2 separate regions of the Macaca mulatta genome follow, and region 2 is linked to region 1. A link is a contact called in public Hi-C data. All regions are on one chromosome and are shown on one strand. Each heading gives the region's core, a stretch centred on a gene start, on an enhancer-like site or on the middle of the called end of the contact. The rest is flanking DNA. Distances are from core to core; before and after follow the strand shown.

Region 1 (3,951 bases), core at 405-2,904:
CTTGCTCTGTCGCCCAGGTTGGAGTACAGTGTTGCGATCTCGGCTCAGTGTAACCTCCACCTCCTGGGTTCAAGCGATTCTCCTGTCTCAGCCTCCTGGGTAGCTGGGATTACAGGCATGTGCCACCATGCCCAGCTAATTTTTGCTTTTTTTTTTTTTTGATGGAGTCTCGCTCTGTCGCCAGGCTTAAGTGCAGCGGTGTGATCTCGGCTCACTGCAACCTCTGACTCTCTGGTTGAAGCTATTCTCCTGCCTCAGCCTCCCCAGTAGCTGAGATTACAGACACACGGCTACCACGCCCAGCTACTTTTATTTCTAGCAGAGACACGGTTTCACCATGTTGGCCAGGATGGTCTCAGGATCACCTGAGGTCAGGAGTTTGAGACCAGAATGCTTGGAGACATTGAATTTATCCAAGAGTTCATCTAGGAACAAAGGAGAAAAAACAAATCTCATTTGTTAGAATATTCCAAGTCCAGGTATGGAAGAAAATAAAATGCCTCTCCCTCCTGTTTCATGGTGTCCTATTCATTTCAATTTTCTGACACAGTCCTACAAGTCCATCATTTGGAAGTAACAGCAACCTTATTCCTTTCCAATTTTTTTTTCCTGCAATTGTTTTACTTGCCTAACACCACAGTCCTGAGGGTACACAAGGGCCAGATGCAGATAATCAAAATCCCAACACTCAGTTTCGTAGAGACCCACAAACCGTCTCCATGGAAAACCAGAACCAGAAGCGCTGCCCTAGCAAAAGCATTCTGGAAATAACACGGGACGAGGCAGAGCCACAGTCACAGATCCGATCTCAGGTACGTCACAAACGCAGACACAAACCGCACAGATCCCAGAGACCCCTACAGCCGGCGTCAGAGTCGGGCACCACCGCGCAGCTCTCTCTGCGGCACCATCACAATCCCCTGCAGGAGAACGGCACACGCGCACTCATCATCCCCCGTGCCCGGAAACACTACCCCGCCTGCGGCCAGGCACTCGGTCCAGGTGCGCGGGGGCGCGGCGGCCGTCACTCAGCAAACACCACAGGGAGCACGCGCCGCGCCTTGGTCCAGGCTCGCCACACTGGGGTTTCCTCCATCCAGCTCACCGCCAGGGTCACGGCTACAGGCCTAGGTTTGGACACTCCATCCCCATCGGGATCCTGTAGCCAACCTCCACCCACCTCCAAATCTCCCGACCCCTCTGCACGTGCGGCCCCACGCCGTCTCCCTTGCTCCCTGAAGAGCCCCCAGGTTCGCCCCGCGCGCTTGCGCACTCCGGGCAGAAGCCGATTTCCAAAGGATCCAGTGAGGCGTCGCTGGGGGCGGGGCGGGGCTCGCAGCTTCCGCCTGGCGCCGAGCTGAGAACCAAATGAAAAATAAAAAGCCGAAATATTGGTTTTTTAAGTTTTGGACCGCAGTGTCCACAGGGGAGCAGGCCCGGATTATCTTTAATGGCACTGGTCAGTCACGGGGCCCCCATTAGAGGTAGAGGCCTGAGGCAAGGGACACTACCGTCCCTCTGGGTGCACCTCCCCCGCCGCACTATCCCTGCCGAGACCCTGCCCCACGCGCCCCTCCCACTCCGGAGCAGCCGCGGGACTTGCCTCCGCCCCCCGCGCGCTTGCGCATTCGCGACCGAGACAGGCGCTCTCCCGTATTCTGGCGCCGCTGACTCCACGGCTGGACGATCCTCGGAGTCCGGTGAGGCTGGGGCTGGGAGCCGGGCGCCGCTGTGGCCGCTACTTTTCTGAGGGAAAAGAGCGCGGGGTGGGTTATTTTGCAGGCAGGACCGGAGGTGGAGAAAAGGTTCCTATGGAGCCTCAGGCCGCTGTGCGTTTTTTCCCGGGACTGAGCTTCTGCAGCCCTGAGGCCTGGAGGCCCGGACGGCAGTAATTGTGCCGGGCCCGGTTCGTGGGTGCGGCCTATGGTGCAATTGGAGACCCAGGCTCCGCGCATCTCCTTCCGCTCTTCAGTCGCTTAGGCTCGGCCGTAGCGAAAAGGTCCAAGAGGGAAGTCACAGGTGAACGCCCCAAGATGAAGGTCCCCTGCAAAACGCTGGGACCTAGATTTGGGGCGGGTGTCTGGGGTCTGGGAGGACACCTGGACAGTTCCGAAAAGACACAGTGGGTGGTCCCGGGGCGTGGGCAACTGGGTATGGAACTACAGCGTACCCGGAACTTCGAACCCAGACGCGGGTGATTGCGGATCCTCTGCCCTGTCGTTTCCATTTGTGCATGCAGGTGGCGGTTCGCTGGGGCCAGGGAAGCGTGGAGGGGGGGTTCCAATCAAGAAAAGGCTGGGGTGTCCTGAACCGTGCCTGCTTCCCCAGCCCTGCCGGTTTCCAGAGGAGGCGCCTGAGAAGGAGAAACGAATCGCTGCTGCTCTTCTAAAAGCCGGTTCCGTGTGAGTTCGTGCTGCTGCTTTGTTTCTGTGAAATGCATTCGACTTCCTTCCGTTTAAAATCCTGCTTGAGAATGATCTATTTATTCATTGATTTGGGCCTTAGGATTTCCCTACCTCGTTAACGACAGGGGACCTAATTAATAGATTTCCCTTTTTTAGTGCCTACTTCATGCTGTTCTATAGTTAGTTACGTGGTTACTTAACTGTATGTTCAGTTACTCTGTGAGCGCCGTTTTTCTAAGGATTTTGATGATATGGAAATACCCTTGCTTGAGATTAATGTTCATACTTTGTTTTTGTTAAGGAGTTTTCTAGGGTTTAGATATGTTTTAATGATTCCGGGATAGAAAGATGATGTCTTTTTTTCCAGGAAATTCCTGAGTAGAAGTTTTTGGTACCAGCCAGATGTGATTTGAGGTTTGGCAGCATGAGTTTATTTTGGGTATATCTTTGGATCGACTGACAGAGGTGTAGTGTAGTGTAGTGATTAAGTATTTCGAGCCTAGATTAAGTGGATTTGAATCCTGACTGCCACTTAAAGCTAAACGAGTTTAAGCAATCTGTGCTTCAGTTTCCTCATAATTGTAATAGTGTATACTCACGGTGTTGTTTTGAAGATGACATGAATTAATATTTGTGAAGCTCTTAGGAGAGTGCCTGGCACATAGTGAGTCCTTAATTCATCGTAGCCACTGGTATTAAAATGATGATGCTCAGTCATTCCCTGTCAGCTTTGTTTATTCCCAAGAGCAATGCAAATGTGAAGGTAATTATGATGGATGCTTGCAAGCAGGAAAATGAGCCAGACCCTCCAGTGGACCAGAACAGGGATTGGTAACATAAGTCTTTGGACTCTGTTTATGAGCTTTCAGGGCAACAAAGATATTTTAAGACTATATCCAGAATTGTTGTATGTATTTGTAAATGGTTAATTTTTGCAGGGGAGCGAGGAAGCCTGTCATTGCATGGTATTATCGGAGTTATATAAGCTTCAACGACATTGATAATCGCTGTCTAGAAATGACATAACTGGGAGTGACTTTTGGGATATTCTTTTATAAAATTAATATCTAGCAATATGGAAATAGTTAAATCACACTCCATGTGATGGAATGTTATGCAATAATAAGAATTGTGTTTATATTTAGTCATAAGAGAAAAGTATAATGTAATATTGAGAAGTATTGATGTAAATAAGAATCGCCAAGAAATTGTTGTTACATATGAATGTTGAACACAACAATAAAGATTTTTAAGTTAATTTGCAACAATGTAAATATTAAAATCGCTAGGTATTTAATGATAGTTATTTATTGGAGCTGAGGAGGGGTAAATGCAAGTTATTAAGTAGCTGCTGTGAAATGAGCATTTGTTCTTGTCTGCCATTCTTACTGGCTCTTAATCACTTTGGAAATGACATGAACCAGGATTGTAATCCTTCACAGAACTATTTCAGGGTCTTGATGAGATACAATACTCAGGAACTGGTAGAAATTATTTTTTCAGTCACACTGATTTCCTTGTTGTCACCATTTGTGCAGGGCCTGTT
Region 2 (3,951 bases), core at 445-2,944, 120 kb before region 1:
TTGACTATGCCTTAAAGAATTAAGTAAATATAACTTCACTTCTACCCACTCATTAGTCAATGTACCTAACACAATTTATTCAATAAACCAGTCCATTCCCAACAGCATCAAAAGTAAGTACATTTCCCAATGTATATTAATACAGCCATTATGGAAAATAATATGGCGATTCATCAGAAACTAAAAATAGAATTACTCTATGTTCCAGCAATCCCACCTGTGGGTGTATAGCTAAAGGAATTGAAATCAGCATGCTGAAGAGAGAACTGCACTACCATATTCACTGCAGCATTATTCTGCATTGGATATGGAAGCAACCTAGGTGTCCAGCATGTTATAAATGGATGAAGAGAATGTTACATATTATATATATAATGTCATATACATATATATGTATATATAAAGGAATACTATTCACTTTTTAAAAAGAGGAAAATTGGCCGGGCACAGTGGCTCACACCTGTAAACACAGCACTTTGAGAGGCCAAGGTGAGTGGATCACCTGAGGTCAGGAGTTCGAGACCAGCCAGATCAACATGGTGAAACCCTGTCTCTACTGAAAATACAAAAATTAGCCGATGTAGGGGCGCATGCCTATAATCCCAGATACTTGGGAGGCTGAGACACAAGAATTGCTTGGACTGGGCAGGCAGAGGTTGCAGTGAGCTGAGACTGTGCCACTGCATTCCAGCCCGGGCGACAAGAGTGAAACTCCGTCTCAAGATGGAGTTTTTAAAAAACAAATAAAAGATAGATTTTTAGAAAATAAATAAAAAATAAAAATAAAACGAGGAAAATTCTGTCATCTGTGACAACATGGATAAACCAAGAGGACATTATGCTAAGTGAGAGAAGCCAGGAACAGAAAGACAAATACAAATATCACATAAGTGGTATTTGTGGAATCTAAAAAAGTCTAACTCTTAAGAGGCAGAGAATAGTGTTTACCAGAGACTGAAAAATGGGGGAAAGGGAGATATTAATTAAAGGAGTACAAAATTTCAGTTAGTTAGCAGGAACAAACTTTAGTAATCTATTGCACAGAATAGCAACTACATAAATAATGTGTTGTATGTTTCAAAATTGCTCAAAGAGTAGATTTTAAATGTTTTCACCACAAAAAAGTGAGGTGACAGATTTAATTAGCTTGACTTAATCATTTCACATTGTAAACATAGATCAAAACAGCATATTGTACTCTATCAGTATATAAAACATACAATTAATATTTGTCCATTCTTTAAAAGTTACTTTTCTCATACCTTATAACAAGGCTGGACCTCCTCAGGGGACACAGAGCAGAGTCCCCGCCCTCGGGAGCTCATACCCGATCCCCCACGCTCGCCCTCGCGGCCACACCTTGAACCCCCTCCCCGACCGGCTCTACACTCAACCAGCCCGAGGCTTCCGGCAGCTCCGAGTTCGGATTCCCCTTCTCAGCCTTCTGTGGTCACTGAAACCCTCAGGACTCCGAGGACAAGTCGAACATGGCTTCGCCTCAGCTATCTTCGCCAGCGCAGTAAGTCTCTGTGTCTGCGCACTCCGGGTAGAGGGAAGATTAAACCCTCCGGGAGCCAGCGTCCGACGGTGCCTGCAATCTAACCGGGATTTGGGGTTCCGAGACACTTTTCCCACAAGCCACCGCCGTCATGGATCTTTAGGCTTAAACTACATTTCCCAGAGGGCAACGGGAACACCCAATCTATGGCTTCCTTTCCGTTTTCGCGTGGTTCTTTTGCAAGGTGAGTTGAACTCATTTCAGGATGGGCACAGGGTACTCGCAGGCAGAGCTCTGGGCAATCAAGTTACACTGGAGCCCAACCTAAACCGGCCGGGGTGGTGGAGGAAGCGCTTAAACCGTGGAAGCCTGTAGTTGGATGACCAGTTGTTATCGGAATCTCAGGCCCGTGGGTGCATGAACAGCAGAGGAGGGTATTTGAGTGCGCACGTGAGAGAATGTTGTATATGTCAGATGGAGAATGTTTGAGAGTGTGTGAGAGAGAAACTGTGCGTGTGAGAGGCTGTGATGTGCCTCCTTGACGGTGGGTGCGGTTGTGAGGCTGTGACAGGTGAGTGAGTGGCTGTGCTTGCGTGACGGGGATGTGAGGTGCTTGTCCTTTTCATGTACGTTGATTGCGGTGGCACTGCGGTGTCACTTTGAGTCGTGGCTGTAGGTTCCTGGATGCGTCTTCTCCCCTCTCTCCTCACAGCTGCTTGCGGCTGACACACACACAAAAAATGTCTGCAAGAGGGAAATTGGATACTGAACTCTAAATGAAGTTTTCCAGCAAGAAGGCATTGACTTGCTGTGAGATTGGAAACGCCTGGGAGGTTATTTCTTTGTGAACTCTGAGAGCGAGCTACTTGTCTCAGAACCTCGTCTTTCCCAGAGCTCTGACCCCAGGAACCTGCTGTGAACTCATACCCAGATTCCAGCCTCCCTCCTACCTCCATGTGTTAAAGTGTGTGAACAGGGAAGGTGTGGAGGGTATTGTGTTACGAGGCATTCCGTGCTTCAAGGAAGGACCTGGTAACTCATGATTCTTTTCCCCCTCCTTGGTCCTGCTATTACTCAAAAGGACTCTGATGAGGAGGAAAAAAATTCTTTCACGTCTAAAAATCAATGTTTAGGCTAGTTGGCTTTTTTCTTTCCTAAGATTACTGGTTTTAGGGCATGCTTCCCTTTGTCTGAAATGTGTCTGAATGTCCTAATACCAATCTGCTTTTTTCCCAGTAGATTTTGGGAGCCATTGAGCTGAATCTCATTAACGTTCTTATATTCTGCCGAGTGTGGTGGCTCATGCCTGTAATCGCAGCATTTTGGGAGGCCAAGGCGGGCGGATCACTTGAGGTCAGGAATTCGAGACCAGGCTGGCCAACATGACGAAACCCCATCACTACTAAAAATACAAAAATTAGTCTGGCATGATGGTGCACGGTTGTAATCCCAGCTACTCGGGAGGCTGAGGAAGGAGAGCCCAGGAGGCGGAGGTTGCAGTGAGCCGACATCTTGCCACTGCACTCCAGCCTGGGCTACAGAGCAAGACTCTCAAAAAAAAAAAAAAAAAAAAAAATCTCATATTCATTTGGCATATCATTCAGATTCTTCCATGTATTCTCATATGGTAAAGAGAACCTAAAAATTCAGTTTAGCATCAAGGACAGCAATCTTCCTCTCTTTACGATTATTGTTGCTGTTACTGATGTAGTTTGAGACAAAGGGGTAACTTATTCTTTTAAGGTTGTAAGAGTATAATGCTTTTCATTTAGCATATTTATATTGTTGAGGCCTAACTTTCTAACATGCGGTTTCACTGTCAGCCAAGATTTTCTCATTGATAGTCTGAGTAAGAAAAGGAAATGATTAAGAAAATAGAATGGAGCTGGGTGTGGTGGCCACTCCTGTAATCCCAGCACTTTGGGAGGCAGAGGAGGGCAGATCACTTGAGGTCAAGAGTTGGAAACCAGCCTGACCAACATGGTAAACCCCGTCTCTACTAAAAATACAAAAATTAGCCAGGCATGGTGGAGGTGCATGCCTGTAATCCCAGCTACTCAGCAGGCTGAGGCAGGAGAATCATTTGAAACTGGGAGGTGGAGGTTGCAGTGAGCCGAGACTGAACCACTGCACTCCTCGTTCTGGTGACAGAGTGAGACTCCATCTCAATTGAAAAGAAAAAAAAAAAGAAAAGAAACGAAATAGAATGGGAGCTGGGTGCCATGGCTCATACCTGGAATCCCAGCATTTTGGGAGGCTACGGTAGGAGTATCACTTGATTCAGGAATTTGAGACCAGCCTAGGCAACTAAGTAAAACCCTGTCTCTACAAAAACATCAAAAAATTAGCTGGGAGTGATGGTGCACACCTGTAGTCCCAACCACGTGGCAGGCTGAGGCAAGAGGATCCGGTGATCACGCCCAGGAGATTGAGACTGTAGTGAGCTGTGATTG

The links. Hi-C and Micro-C count contacts between places; a contact is called where the count stands out from the background.
Region 2: a contact with region 1 is called in a Hi-C map of liver, with 2.6 times the contacts expected there. The contact joins the promoter of ZNF573 here to the promoter of ZFP30 in region 1. A contact is called at or near these places in 2 of 14 Hi-C or Micro-C datasets (fetal cortex germinal zone and liver).

What each region holds. Positions count from the first base shown.
Region 1 is chr19:48,744,641-48,748,591 of T2T-MMU8v2.0, reverse strand. ZFP30 (ZFP30 zinc finger protein) reads left to right here and starts at 1,654. Exons shown (of 7, transcript XR_013410589.1): 1 at 1,654-1,700; 2 at 2,329-2,400.
Region 2 is chr19:48,863,688-48,867,638 of T2T-MMU8v2.0, reverse strand. It overlaps ZNF573 (zinc finger protein 573), which reads left to right and starts at 1,694. Exons shown (of 7, transcript XM_077982496.1): 1 at 1,694-1,742. LOC144337445 (a long non-coding RNA gene) reads right to left here and starts at 1,604. Exons shown (of 2, transcript XR_013410608.1): 1 at 1,263-1,604.